Linked DNA regions of Mus musculus: region 1 is linked to region 2. A link is a contact called in public promoter capture Hi-C data. All regions are on one chromosome and are shown on one strand. The core of a region is the stretch at or near the end of the contact, and the rest is flanking DNA. Distances in the headings are between cores, read along the strand shown. Region 1 holds the start of Rprd1b (regulation of nuclear pre-mRNA domain containing 1B). Region 2 holds the start of Edem2 (ER degradation enhancer, mannosidase alpha-like 2).

Region 1 (6,997 bases), core at 29-2,528, 2.3 Mb after region 2:
AGTACAAAGGGTACTCAGAACATGAGTTACTCAGTACTCAGCAACTATTTAGATGAGGTCTCAAAAGCCCGAGCTTTTTTGTAAGGTGGGGTCTTAAAAGCTGGTCTGGAATTTACTGCACAGACCAAGCTGGCCTGGAACCCTCAGGAGAACCACCTGCCTCTGCCTCCCTATATCATTATAAGGTGTTGACTTGTGCGTTAATTCAATCAGCTATGAATTCAGCTTTGATTCCAGATGCTGGGACACACTTAGATACACTCTCTTCATTCAGATCTTAGCTCTGTGAGCTTGAAACTTATGTGATCACCACACCTCTGTAACCTGTTTCCTCAGTTGTTAAACCGTGAGACGATAACACTTACCTCATAGCTTTGAAAAGTGTCTAGCACATAGAAACTTCTCAACTACACTAGCTATGATCATGATGCACTCCAGGTGAAGAAGGGTCAAAGCATGTATATTAGGGACAGAGAAGTTAAGAAAACCAGGCATCAACTATAGGAATGTCTTTTAGGCTGGGAGGGGACTCACATCTAATAAGTTCAACAACGTCAGGGAGTTGTAGGTATGTGTGTTGGGGGGGGGGTGCACGCACAGAGGACGTCAGGTGTCCCGCTCAATCACTCTCCAGCTTATTCTTTTGAGACTGAGTCTTTCACTGAACCTGGAGTTAAGCAGGCATCTAGCAAGCTCCGGCGATCTTCCTGTCTCAGCCCCAGAACACTGAAGTTACAGACCTGGCCCACCAACTTGGGCTTTTTAATGATGGGAACACAAATCCTCATTCTTGCATAGCAAGCACTTGGAGCCATCACACCCCTCCAAAAAAAAAGTTGTGTGTGTGTGGGGCCAGACTCAGTAGAGGTCAGTAGACGGCGCAGTTCCACCAGGTGAGAAAAGGGGTATCACTTCGGAAGTCAGAACAGGAACCAAAGTGGGGAGCCCTGCCAAGAGTTCGTGTCTTTAAAGGAACTAGAGGAGCGCTGGGGAGAGGGGCCCAGGCACGGAGGGAGGTGTGGCCTAGGCCAGCCACCAAAGCGACGCGGCCCTTCCCACACCCAGCTCCCGCGCTTCCTGCCTCAGTGTGTCCTAAGGATTCGTTTCTGGACGCTCCTAAGCGGCTGGGCTCCCTTACACTCCCGCCACTCTTACCTCGTCTTCCAGTCTTTCCCTCACTCTCCCGCCTCCTGCACCCTAGGCGGAAATGACGACTAAGTAGTGCGTCGCGCCGCGCCAGAAAGGTTCTGCGGAGCGGGAAAAAGGGTTCCGGTGAGGCTCACTGCGCCGGCGCGCGGGCGCGAGCGGTTAAAGCGCATTTTCGGTGTTCGAGGACCTGGATTTGTTCCCTCGGCCTGGCCGGCTAGAAGTCAGGGACCAAGGATACTGCCGCCTCCTAAGGATCGTTTTCCTCCGGCTCCGAAGCCTCTCGGCGCCCGGCTGTGGCCCTTGCCCTTTGACCCCCGTGGCGGCGGGGTGAGAGGTCGGGTGGCCATCTTGTGGCGGCGGCGCGGGCGGCTGTTACTGCGGAGACCTGTCCCCTCCCCCCACCTGGTACCCCGAGCTGTCTGTCAGTCGGCGGAGAGCCCTGCAGCCTGTCAGCGGAGGCCTGGGCCGAGTGCGGTCGCTTTCCCCGTCTCATCGGGCGGCCCGGGCTGCTCCCCACCACCGCCACCATGTCCTCCTTCTCAGAATCGGCGCTGGAAAAGAAGCTCTCAGAGCTGAGCAACTCTCAGCAGAGCGTGCAGACCCTCTCCCTGTGGCTCATCCACCACCGCAAGCACGCAGGACCCATCGTCTCCGTGTGGCACCGCGAGCTCCGCAAAGGTGATCACCCGCACCCCGGCTCTCCCATGGCTGTGTTCCCTCATCCACTCTCCCGCAGCCCTGTGGCTTCTTAAGCCTTGTTTTGCAGGCCTGGGGCTCTGATGGAGGGTCTGAGGTTGGAAACGGTGTTATTTTATGACTTGGAGAGGGAAACTGAGGCCCGGTAAGGTATGGGAGATTCGTCTGAAGTTCCAAGGGCGCAAATGCCCAGACTTGAAGTTACTCAGCTCCTTCCCTCATCAGGCTTCCCCCTCACACCTTACGACAGTTGTTTTTGTTTTTGTTTTAAATCGTGGCTGTGTTTGGAGCTGGGAGCCCCGTGTTGGGCAATTGGAATACGATCCAGCCGTCTCTGGTCAGACTGCCCACATTAAGACCTGGTGCAAACGTGTTCTAGCTAAGTGATCCTGGGAACGTTTCTTCATATCCTTGTGCCGGTGTATTCTAATCTGTAAAACGGATACAAACTTACCTGTACTTCCAAAGCCTTGACTCCGTGTTAGTTACTATCCATAGACTTGAGAACAGGATGGTAAATTGGGTAGCCTTCTGCCCTTGCCACTAAATTCAGACTCTCACGATATTCCCCGAGCGCTACCTGTTTCTTGCCAGGCCCGGTGTTGGATGCAAGTTGTTTCTGGCTACTGTCTGGAAGTTAAGTCTATCTGTCACTGAACCCAACAGTTTAACCTCTATGTCCTTTATTCCTTATATAGAAAATGGAGATGATGGTAGTTTATGTTATTGTGGCTTTATTATGTGCTGCTATCTTTATGCGGGTTGCTTTTGTTTTTGCTTTGGGACAGAACCTTTAGCCTTTACAGGTCTGGATCTCCCTATGTAGACCAGGCTGGCCTCGAACTCAGACCCGCCTGTTTCTGCCTCCCAAATGCTGGGATTAGTGACTTGTGCCACCATACTGGATGGTTCTTTGTTTTTTTTTTGTTTGCTTGTTTTTTGTTTTGTTTTGTTTTTTTAAATTCTTGGGTTTTTTTTTTTTGAAGTAGGAATTTTACAGATGGGGAAAACACAGGGCTCAACAAAGCCGATTCTGGTAAGAAGCCAGGCTAATCCAGGAAGCATTTTAGTGTGCTGTGGGCACAGTGCACGCTTTCATAGAAGTGGTGAGTTAGGACTGGTGAACGCCCTGTACTGCTTGGTCTTTGCCTTCAGGTTGCTACATCCAGGTGTGGAGCAGCGGGCAGGTACAGTGCTAACTCACACTGTGCTGGCTTCCTAAGCAGAAGACTGAAGAGTCGAAGCTTGGCTGTTGTAGACGAGGAAACTGAAATGGAGAAATGGAGAGTGCGATAGTCAAAGTCTTTGAACTGATGAGGCTCCATGGCAGGCACCAAACTCCAGGGTTTTTCAGGAGACTGGACTCTAGACTTCTTGAAGAGCCTCCCAGTTATGATTTGCTATTCTGACATAGGATTTCCTTCAGCCCTCTGGGGCAATTAGGTAGAGCCTATCTACAGCATCTGTGGAGACAGGAAAAAACTGTTTGTGACCTTTGCTGAATTCCCTTTGGCAGAGTCTCTTGATCATCTTGAAATCATCAGCCCATCTCAGTCTGGTGAAGCCTTCCTTCCCAATTTCTCACATTTATTTATTTATTTAGAGTCCTAGAAAAATAGCCATTTAGAGAAGTCTTTTGTTGCTGAAGCTCCTTTATTGATAATCTTATCTGGTGGGCCTTACATAGCAAGTAGGCTGGCATTCTTATCCCCATTTCATAGAAGATACAGCAAGACCAGTGGCTTGTTCAGCAGTCTAAACTGGGACATGGGCCCAGGGAGGACTGCTACCAAGACTTAATGCTTTTTCAGGTACCTAGTGCCTCAGTGACCTTAAGTCCATTCTATCCTCTGCTATCCTATCCCACCACTTGCCTTTACTTCATTTTACTTCTATCTCTTTCTCTAGGTTTGTTTTGTCAGGGCCCTGTAATGCACTTAGAATTGTGCCTATCACACAGTTAACAATTAGTTTAGTAGTTTAGTTGTACTTCTGATAATGTTTTCATGTTTGAGTAAAGAGAGGACCCTAAATGGGATTGGTTTAACTATCTGTGGCAATTTCAGAGCTGTGTCTCTGCTGTCCACAAGGCAGCACATAGGTTATTTCTCCACTGGTGAACTGAGCCAATTCAAGCCAGATTAGATTATATTAAAGGCTGGTTTATTGGGAAGCTGCTCTAGGGCAGTTTGGTTTTGGACCTGAGACAGGAACTGAGGTGCATATTTTACATATCAAAACAGACGTGGCCTTCAGGTTCTCCCAGCATCCCTCAGTCCCTACCTGGCATTCCCTGTCCCAACCCTGAACTTTCCAGACCAGCCTCTGTGCTGCCCTTCTCCTAAAGGCTCGTGCCTATTAATCCAGACGTTTTAGTCTCTCTCTCCTCTTTCTCTGCTTGAGCACACTTTCTCCACCCACCCCCAACCCCATAGTGACTTCCCTGGCCTTCCTTGGGGCCAGTGAATTTTTCCTGTGGGGAACAGTTTCCCAATAAACCAGCCTTTAATATATTCTAATCTGGCTTAAATTGGCTCATTTCACAAGCAGAGAAATAACCTAACAACAGTCACTATCTACATGTGGCTATTGGACATTTAAAATGGTGACAAAGGAATAAATATATCTAATCGACGATTCAGTTCCTCGGTTTTATTAGCTCTTCATTAATTAAGTGTTGACTGGCCACCGTGGTTGATGGCTCCCAGGTTGAATCTAGCAGAACTAGAGTTCTTCCCCAAGCAGTAAGATATGTATTCATCTCCTACCCAGCTTCCCTTGTGAACTGATAACACCCCTACATTAAAATAGACAAGGGTTTTGTACTTTGACACTGAAACTGACAAGCCCCTTGCAATTGAAATAAGCCATCTGTGCCTATGAAGAAGTTTTCCTTGTCTTAGACATTATCCCAGTCTTTGAGTTATCACTAAAGTACTTACAAAAATTATTTCCTCTCATTTAGGAATCACTTCTGTTTTTAATGTGTTAATTAGTTTTAGTATTAATTAGTACTTTTAGAGTGTAAATAGAACTTCTTTATGGAATAGTTGAGTATTAACAGTGCTATTAGCTGCTTGCTTGTTATATCTGTCTATCTGTTTTGAGGCAGGCTCTTAGTATGTAACCCTGGCTGTTCTGGTACTTGCTTTGTTGACCATACTGGCTTCAAACTCTCAGAGGCCTACCTGTCTTTGCCTCCCAAATGCTAGGATTAAAGGTGTGTGTGGCTAAGATGAATTTTTTTAACGTTTGTTACTGTGGCCACAATGTAGGTAAATAGTTTCTTTTTCCAGAATACTTTGTAGTCTTTCTCTACAGATCAACATATTTGACTAGCCACTCTTTTAAACTTTACTCAGCAAGGAGGGGGGAAGATAGGTTTTGTCATATTGTCACCCAGAGTTGGAGTAGTGGGAAGTGTGTACTGTGTGTCGGCTGTGTCACAGTGCTTCTACACACAGGGTACTTGTATTTCTCTTTAAGGTGCCCAATGTGATTTAGGCCAGAAGAAGGCATTGGATCCCTTGGAACTGTAGTTAATAGGTAATTGTGAGCTGCCACATGGGTTCTGGGAACTAAATTTTGGTCCTCTGGAAAAGCAGCCAGTTGCTCTTTTTCTGAGATAGGGTCTCACTGTGTAGCCCTGGCTGGCTGGGAACTGACAGAGAGAGAGATCTGCCTTCCTCTGCCTCCCAAGTGCTGTGATCAAAGGCATATGTCAAGCCCAGCTGTAGGAGTGAGTTATTGTTGTTGTTGTTGTTTTAATCAAAATAATTGTTGTTATTTCTTAAAAAAAATTCTGGCGGGGCAATGGTGGTGCACGCCTTTAATCCCAGCACTTGGGAGGCAGAGGCAGGCAGATTTCTGAGTTCGAGGCCAGCCTGGTCTACAGAGTGAGTTCCAGGACAGCCAGGACTACACAGAGAAACCCTGTCTTGAAAAGCCAAACAACAACAACAACAACAAAAAACTGAAAGGAAAGCTGTAGTAACCCTGATCTGAGTGACCACAGCATACATGCTGAGATTAGGTGCCTATGAGAACTAAGACCTTTAATATGTTTAAGTAGAGTGCTATATTGCTCTTTTCTATTTTCACTCTTCATTTTATTTTGTTTAATTCTTATGACATTTTAATTGCATCATTTTTAAAATTAGTTCCTTTATTTTTTTGAGATTATAATATAATCATGGTTTCTCCCTTCAAACCTTCCCATATACCCCTTCTTGCCTTCTTTCAAATTCATTCCCCCCCTTTTTTGTTTTTGTTTTGTTTTGCTTTAATTTGTTTTTTTGAGACAGGGTTTGTCTGTATAGCCCTGGCTGTCCTGGAACTCACTCTGTAGACGAGGCTGGCCTCGAACTCAGAAATCAACTTGCCTCTGCCTCCCAAGTGCTGGGATTAAAGGCGTGTGCCACCACACCCAGTCCCCCCTCCTTTTTAAATTAATTGTTATTATACACACACACACACACACACACACATAGTCTCTATAATGTTACTGGTATGTGTGTTTTCAGGGCTGACCAGGCTGACCATTTGGTATTTGATAAACAATTGGTGTGTTCCTCCCTGGGGAAGACTGTTTCTCCCTCTCTCAACATTTCTTGGTTGCCTGTAGTTCTTTGTGTAGGGTGGAGGACTTTCTTCTGTCCATGTTAGCTTATCTATTTTGTTCTTAATTTAGATTGTCATGTTGATGAGACTATGAGTGTAGCTTCCAACTCTAAAAATCTTTCTGCTCTTTCTCATGCTCCCTGAGCCTTGGGTGAAAGGGTTGTTTTGTAGATGTATTCATTGAGACTGGATTCCACAACTACATTTTGATTGTGTAATGGTCTCTATCTATTGCAAAGAAAAGGTCTTTTGACAAGTATGAGGACTACACTTTTCAGGCCCTGGAGAAAAGATACACACCTATAAGAGTGTTCTTAACTACTGAATCCCCAGTCTTTTGCTGTAGTGCTGTATTTGTAACAGTAAGACACTGTATCAACTATTGATACTTTTTTTTGAGGGGGGCGTTAAGACAGGGTTTCTCTGTATAGCTCTGGCTGTCTTGGAACTCACTTTGTAGACCAGGCTGGCCTCTCAGAAATCTGTCTGCCTCTGCCTCCCAAGTGCTGGGATTAAAGAGTGCTGGGATTAA
Region 2 (6,610 bases), core at 2,739-5,238:
AGCCAAACCATATCTACGTAGTGTTCATAGTCATATAAATACTATAGATGTATAAAAATGAGAAGTGGCCAGGCATACTGGTAAATCTTTATAATCTCAGCACTTGGGAGGCTGAGGCAAGAGGATTACCAAGTTTGAGGTCTTCCTGGCTAAACAACAAAACCCTGGAAGGGAGTAAGCAGGGCAGAAGGCAATCAAGGATTGGTGTCACATAAAGTTAAGTTTAGGTCCGAGTTCTGTTTTTACCTTTCTCAGCATTGCATTCCTAAGAATCCTATTTCCTCAGCTGTAAAAAGGAATAAAAGAATGAACTAATAAAGCCAGGAGACTATGGGAAGGGACTAAATAGCACAATGCATGTGTTGCAATTTGAGTAAGAAGCAATCATGACAAGCTGCGCGAAGCCTAGGTTCCCAGGAGGCAGCACAGGTTATGGAAACCTTATCAAGTGGAGGAAGTAAGTTGGGGGTGGGAGGCACAACTTGGGGTGGGTACCTTGTCCTTGGCCCATTCCTGTCTCCTGATCTCTGACTCCTATCAACCATGAGACAAAGCATCATCTCTCTGCCACATTATTGCCCAAGCACATGGGGTAGGCCACCGTGTATGAGGCCTCTGGGACTGTGAGCCAAAATACATTCTTCCTCCTTTTAAGATGTTCTCTCTCTCTCTCTCTCTCTCTCTCTCTCTCTCTCTCTCTCTCTCTCTCTCTCTCTCTCTCGTGTGGTCGCCGCGATGATAGAAAGTGACTAGTATAACCTGTAAAGGACTTCGTACAAGCCATGTATGTGACAGAGTGGTTGGCTTTGTTATTCTCTTTTTGTCACTGCACGTGGCTAACTAGAATATAATAAGCTTTTGAAAAGGACGGTGTCAATGTCCCTCTGTCTCTCACTGAGCTATGCATGTCTACCACAGGCCCCCTGCAAATATTTGCTCAACGAACAAATGAACCTGTGCGAGTTGGTTTCTCTTGGAACTTGGCATTCCCTCCTATGCAGTTGGGTAACCAGAGTCTGGTGGCTCAGAATCATGAGATGAAAGGCCTAGGGGAGGAATTTACTTTGCACCCACAGACAAGCTATTAAAAGAGGAAGGATGTCGGTTGGGCAATGACAGAGTGGGAAACAAACAGATGGGATACTTACCAGCAAGGTGTCCAGGGCATCAATTAGCGTCAGAGAAAAACTGTGAAAAGACAAAAAAGTCCCGCTGCTTCATAAGAACATCAAACACCAGATTCACAACTGCCCAGATCTAAGCGAGGCATAGCCATGTCCCTATCCATCCCACTTACAGTTATAACAGAGGAATCAGAGGGAAACTCCGAGTCCCTTGACTGCCTGGTGCAGCAGTACTGTAATTAACAGGTCACCTATGTCTCCTGGCATTCTTCCCTACTATAGAGAGGCAGCACGGAATTACGGCGTGGTAAGAGTTGGGGAATGTGTTACGTATGACATCAAAAGACTAGAAACTACCAGTTGCTCACAAGTTGAAGAGTGACAGACAAACGGATACAAACAAGTACAAATGTATGACATTATTAAGGTTATCGGGAGTTCTGTGTACTAACAAGATGATCATGCTGTTCAGTGGAAAACACGGTGTATGAAGTAAGCCACACAGCATGTTTTCATCTGCATTTCACAGTGCTGGGAGGGGGCTGGACAGACAGCTCAGGGCTTGAGAGCCCTTACTGCTCTTGGAGAGGACCTGAGTTTAGTTCCCAGCAGCAATGTGGGGGTTCACAGCTGCTAGCAACTTCAGTTCCAGGGACTCTAGCCAGGAGCCCCCACAGGCTCCTGCACACATATGGTGTGCCTAAATTCATGCAAAGCAAACACATATACTACTAATAAAATTTAAAAAGCCATACTGACAGAAAGCAAATGTGCTGCTGTTAGGGCCAGTAACCACAGAGGGATAATACATAAGGCGCACTTTTTTTTAGGTTAAAGAAGTATTCTTCTATCTGCTAGTTGTGATGGTGATTACTATACATTTTAAAGGGGGTACTTTATTACATGGCAATTATACCTTTAATAAGGTGATTTTTTTTTTACAAAGATACACAGTAGCCAGGTGTGAGATATGCCTGCAGTCCCAGCACGGGGGGTGGGGGGATGATAGGGATTCAGAAGGCCTGAGAGTTTAAAACTAGTCTGGGCCATATAGCAAGATCCTGTCTCAATAAACACATAACACGTATATGCACACCTGTGTAATTGTATAAACTGAGAACATTCTACAATGATCTACAGGACATACACAGGTTGTAGACCTAAGGAATGAGATACTCAGCAAGCATGACTCTATCCTGCTCAGTGAGCCATGTGTTTGCACTTGCTTTCTGTTCCAACTAAGAAATAAAAATTGGCACACGTTCCTAGCTTACTTGCCTAGCCCCTGGCATCAGAGAGCATGCTATCACGTATAAATATTTGTAGTACGAGGATAATGAGGCAGGGGTGAGAGGGAGCACCTGCAATCCAGCACCTGGGAAGGAGAGGCAGGAGCACCCCAAGTTCATGGTCATTGTTGGCGATGTGGTAAGTCTGAGGCCAGCCTGAGCTATGTGAGACCTATCTCAAACAAGCAAGCAAGCAAGAAATAAAAGACCTCAGCAACTGGAGAGATGGCTCAGTGGTTGAGAGCACTGGTTGATCATCTCATACCCACAGGGCACCTCACACTGTCTGTAGTTCAAGTTCCAGGGAACCTGACACCCTCACATGGTTATAGATACAGGCAAACAGCCAGTGCGCACTAAATCAATAAATCATTCTATAAAAACGAAGCAAAACAAAACAAAACAAAAACCAACTCAGGATTACAGCCCTAGTGTCAGTTTTGGCTAATGCAATGATTCTTTGCTCGACTGGGTTCTTTATTCCAGTGAAAATGAAAAGATGATATGGTAACACAGAATTACTAAACGAAAATGAATCAGGTGACTTGTATGTATGGCGGTGAGAGGAGTTGGTATGAAGCTAGACGGGAAATATTTTTCAGTCATAAAGAGTACACCAACTACAAAGGGTCTTAACTGTGGGGAGAATAACGTTCCTCCTGGGCCTGTGCGCCCACCTATAAAATGAAGGAGTTGAGTTTCCTGACTCCCGGGAGTTTTTTCAAAATATTTTGTGACTCCAGAAATGTCCCCAAGTCCTCATACGTGGTTGCCTGTTCGGCTGAGGTGAGTCCAGAGGGCTAGCCTGCCAAGTTAAGCCAAGACTTTTTTGTACTGTGAAAAGCTGTGTAGTTCTGACAGCGCTGGTTTGGACTGAGGGGACGGGGTTGAATCAGCCCAGGTCGGAAACTTTCCACAATCAGTGAGACCATGAAGCCACCAGCCCTCCTATGATCCCGGCCAACCCCCTTGGCCCTCAAGCTGGCTCTACCTGCCCCAGGTGTCGTGCCCATCACAGGTGAGAGGTCTCAGCTCATCGTAGGGAAAGGCATTTTCCAGGTAACTGTCGTAGGCGTGGTAGAACATGGCCTTGACTCGCTCCCTGGTTCGAGGGATGAGAAATAAGGTAGGGGGCCAGAACACAAAACCAGGCGGGAGAAAGGACCAGACACAGGACGGAGAATGGGAACCACAAAATGATTTCTGCCGAGGGCCCAGCAGCGGGACCAGAGCACGTCAGGGTGGGGGTCCTGGGGTGGAGGGAAGGGAAGGGACCCGGTGGGCGCTTGCCACTCCCCAGCCGTAGAGAGCGGGAGCCTGGCCCCCTTCACCTGTAGTGGGCGGGGTCGGGCGCGGTGCCGTCGGGGCCTGGCGCACCATGGTGCAGGGGTAGCAGCACGCACACGAGGCCGAGCGGGATGAGTAGCCGGAAAGGCATAGAGCTCGTGTCCTGTCAGTGCCGCCGCAGCAGCTGCAGCCACCGCCACCAGCTCATCCTCCGAGCCGCGGCTGGTTCTTCCGGGGATACGCACCACGACGCCTGCGCGTTGGGCAAGAAGCCTCTCACTTCCTGACTACAAAGCCCAGGATGCAATGGGCGGTGGAGCCCTGGCAAAAGAGCATCTCGGGATTTCTGGTCTACAGAGAGGAGTTCAACGTGTCTTAAAGACAGTGGTTGCTGTGGCTGCTGTTAATAATGTTTTCACAATCCCAGTTTCTGTTTGTTGAGCACCTTCGGTGAATTAAAGTGTTAGGAGCACTTTACAGGCGCCATCTAGTTAATTTTTGTTTTTTTTCCAAATACCTTTTAAAGGAGGGGCTAGCAGGTACTCAAGATTTGAGCAGATGCCTATGTAAATATGGATGAAAAATGTTCGGCTTTGACTATAATAGACACAGGGTTTGACAAACCATTGTGTAAGTAAACTCTAGAATTATTTTCCCAAAGCCTTAAGGTTTCCAGAAATCCCTTTTGTTCTAGGAATTCATACATTTATGACGGTCTTTCACTTTAGGGTGCCATGAAATCACGGTCCCTTCAGTCTCTAAATCAACCCAGGACTTTACCTGGACCATCTCAGTGGCTGCCATCCCTGGTGAGAATGAAGACCCAGCATTCTTCCTTTAAGAACATCTGGGCCGGCCGGGCGGTGGTGGTGCACGCCTTTAATCCCAGCACTTGGGAGGCAGAGGCAGGCACATTTCTGAGTTCGAGGTCAGCCTGGTCTACAAAGTCAGTTCCAGGACAGCCAGGACTACACAGAGAAACCCTGTCTCGAAAAAACAAAATAAAACAAAATAAAAAGAACATCTGGGCCAGTTTCCCCACTCTCTTGCTAGGTCCTAGACTCTGTTAGTGCGCTATCTACAGCAACCCCCTTCTCTTTGGTCAGTGGAATGAGCTGTAGACAACCCTAGATTTGAAGTTCGATTGGGGTTCATTACGACTCTACCATTCACACATAACCTATATAACCTTAAAGGAGTCCCTCTCATCCTCCAGGCACAGCACCCACATTTATGAAAGGGTTTGTCTAAACTGATATTTGAGATCCTTTTAATTTGAACTTTTCTTTAATTCTAGCATTGCCCAACTCTTCTTTGCTGAAAAATTCAGAGGGAAATGGCTGCTCCATTTATTGAGCAAAGTGCAGGCAGACTCTGCCTTCTTTGGCCCAGTTGTTTGTTTGTTTGTTTGTTTGTTTGTTAATTCTTGTTCTTTGACAATTTCATATATGTATGAATATGTTCTGGTCACCGCCCCTCCCCCATTACCTTCACCATTCTTCTCTCCTCCTTTTTCCTCCCAAACCCCTCCTACTGTCATTTTTTGTGGTTGTGATTGGGGTAGATTAGGTTTAATTAGGGCTGCTTACATAAGCATAGGTGAAGAGTTATAAGCAAGTTTGGAGCACACAATAATATTATTTATTTATGTACATGAGGATTTTGTACATAATTTTGTGCATGCCAGGTCACCTCTGAGGCCAGAAAAGGGTGTAGAGTCCTCTGGGTCTAGAATTATAGGTATTGTGAGCTTCCATGTGGTGCTAAGACTCAACCCAGGTGCTCTAGAAGAGTAGTTAGTACTCTTAACCATTGATCCATCTCTCCAATCCCAATCCAGCATTCTTGAAAATATCCCTCATTAAGTGTCCCAAAGTGCCATCAGTTGATAAACAAATTAAACTCCATATCTAACCCAAAGTGGGTCCTAAATTCAATAAAAAGGTTTTAGTATAGATGGGTCAAGGGTCAATGTGTCAGTGTTAAATTGGGGCAGTATTATTAGGAGTGTGGCCTCACCTTTTTTTCTCATTTATAAATTATGAAGAATATTAATACCTGCTTAATAGGGTTAGAGGATTCAGTGAACCATATAAAATGCCTATAATAATGGCATAGCAAATACTGAGTCACTAGGAGAATATTTTTTAAATACTTCTTAGAGGGGCCAGATAGAAGGGAAACCAAAAGAAACTAAGACCTGGATAATAACACAGGGAGACTGTATAGGTTTCCCAAGCTACTAGAACAAATTATCACCAACATGGAAGCTTAAAGCAAGAGAAATTTATTCTCCCATTTCTGGAATTCAGAAGCTAGTTTCACTGATCCTAAACCAACATTTTGAAAAAGTTTCCCTCCCCTCCTTCCTAATGCTTAAGAGGAGAGCCTGCTTGTCTTAATCAGGGTTTCTACGGCTGTGACCAGATACCACGATTAAAAGCAACTTGGGCAGGAAAAGTCTTATTTGGCTTATATCTCCTAATCACAGTTCACTGAGGGAAGTCAAGACAGGAGCCTAGAGGCAGCAGCTGATGCAGAGGCCACGGAGGAGTGCTGCTTACCGGCTTGCTTCTCATGGCTTGCTCAACCTGCTTTCTGGTAGGAGCCAGGACCACCAGCCCAGGGACGACACCATCTACAATGAGCTGGGACTTTCCCCATCAATCACTAATTAAGAAAATGTCCTACAGCCTTGCCTACAGAGCATTTTTTTCAGCTGAGGATCCCTCCTGTCTGATGACTACAGCTTGTGTCAAGTCGCCTAAAACAATCCAGCACACTGCTTCTTCCCTGTCCAGACTCTCCTGACAGTTTGAATCCCTCAGCTTAGAACTGTGTCATTCCAGTCTGTGGTTCCGTCTGCATGTCCCTCTTTCTGTCTCTGTCCTCTTTTATTATATCTCCCTC

What was found. Promoter capture Hi-C pulls out the DNA fragments that hold promoters and counts their contacts.
Region 1: a contact with region 2 is called in a promoter capture Hi-C map of liver, with 5 times the contacts expected there. The contact joins the promoter of Rprd1b here to the promoter of Edem2 in region 2. A contact is called at or near these places in 2 of 39 promoter capture datasets (liver and pre-B cells).

Annotation. Positions count from the first base shown.
Region 1 is chr2:158,027,219-158,034,215 of GRCm38.p6, forward strand. It overlaps Rprd1b (regulation of nuclear pre-mRNA domain containing 1B), which reads left to right and starts at 1,279. Exons shown (of 7, transcript NM_001291134.1): 1 at 1,279-1,827. The coding sequence starts at 1,677. It overlaps Tti1 (TELO2 interacting protein 1), which reads right to left and starts at 1,216. Exons shown (of 8, transcript NM_029282.2): 1 at 1,156-1,216.
Region 2 is chr2:155,725,487-155,732,096 of GRCm38.p6, forward strand. Edem2 (ER degradation enhancer, mannosidase alpha-like 2) reads right to left here and starts at 3,989. Exons shown (of 11, transcript NM_145537.2): 1 at 3,745-3,989; 2 at 3,405-3,515; 3 at 1,149-1,188. The coding sequence starts at 3,851.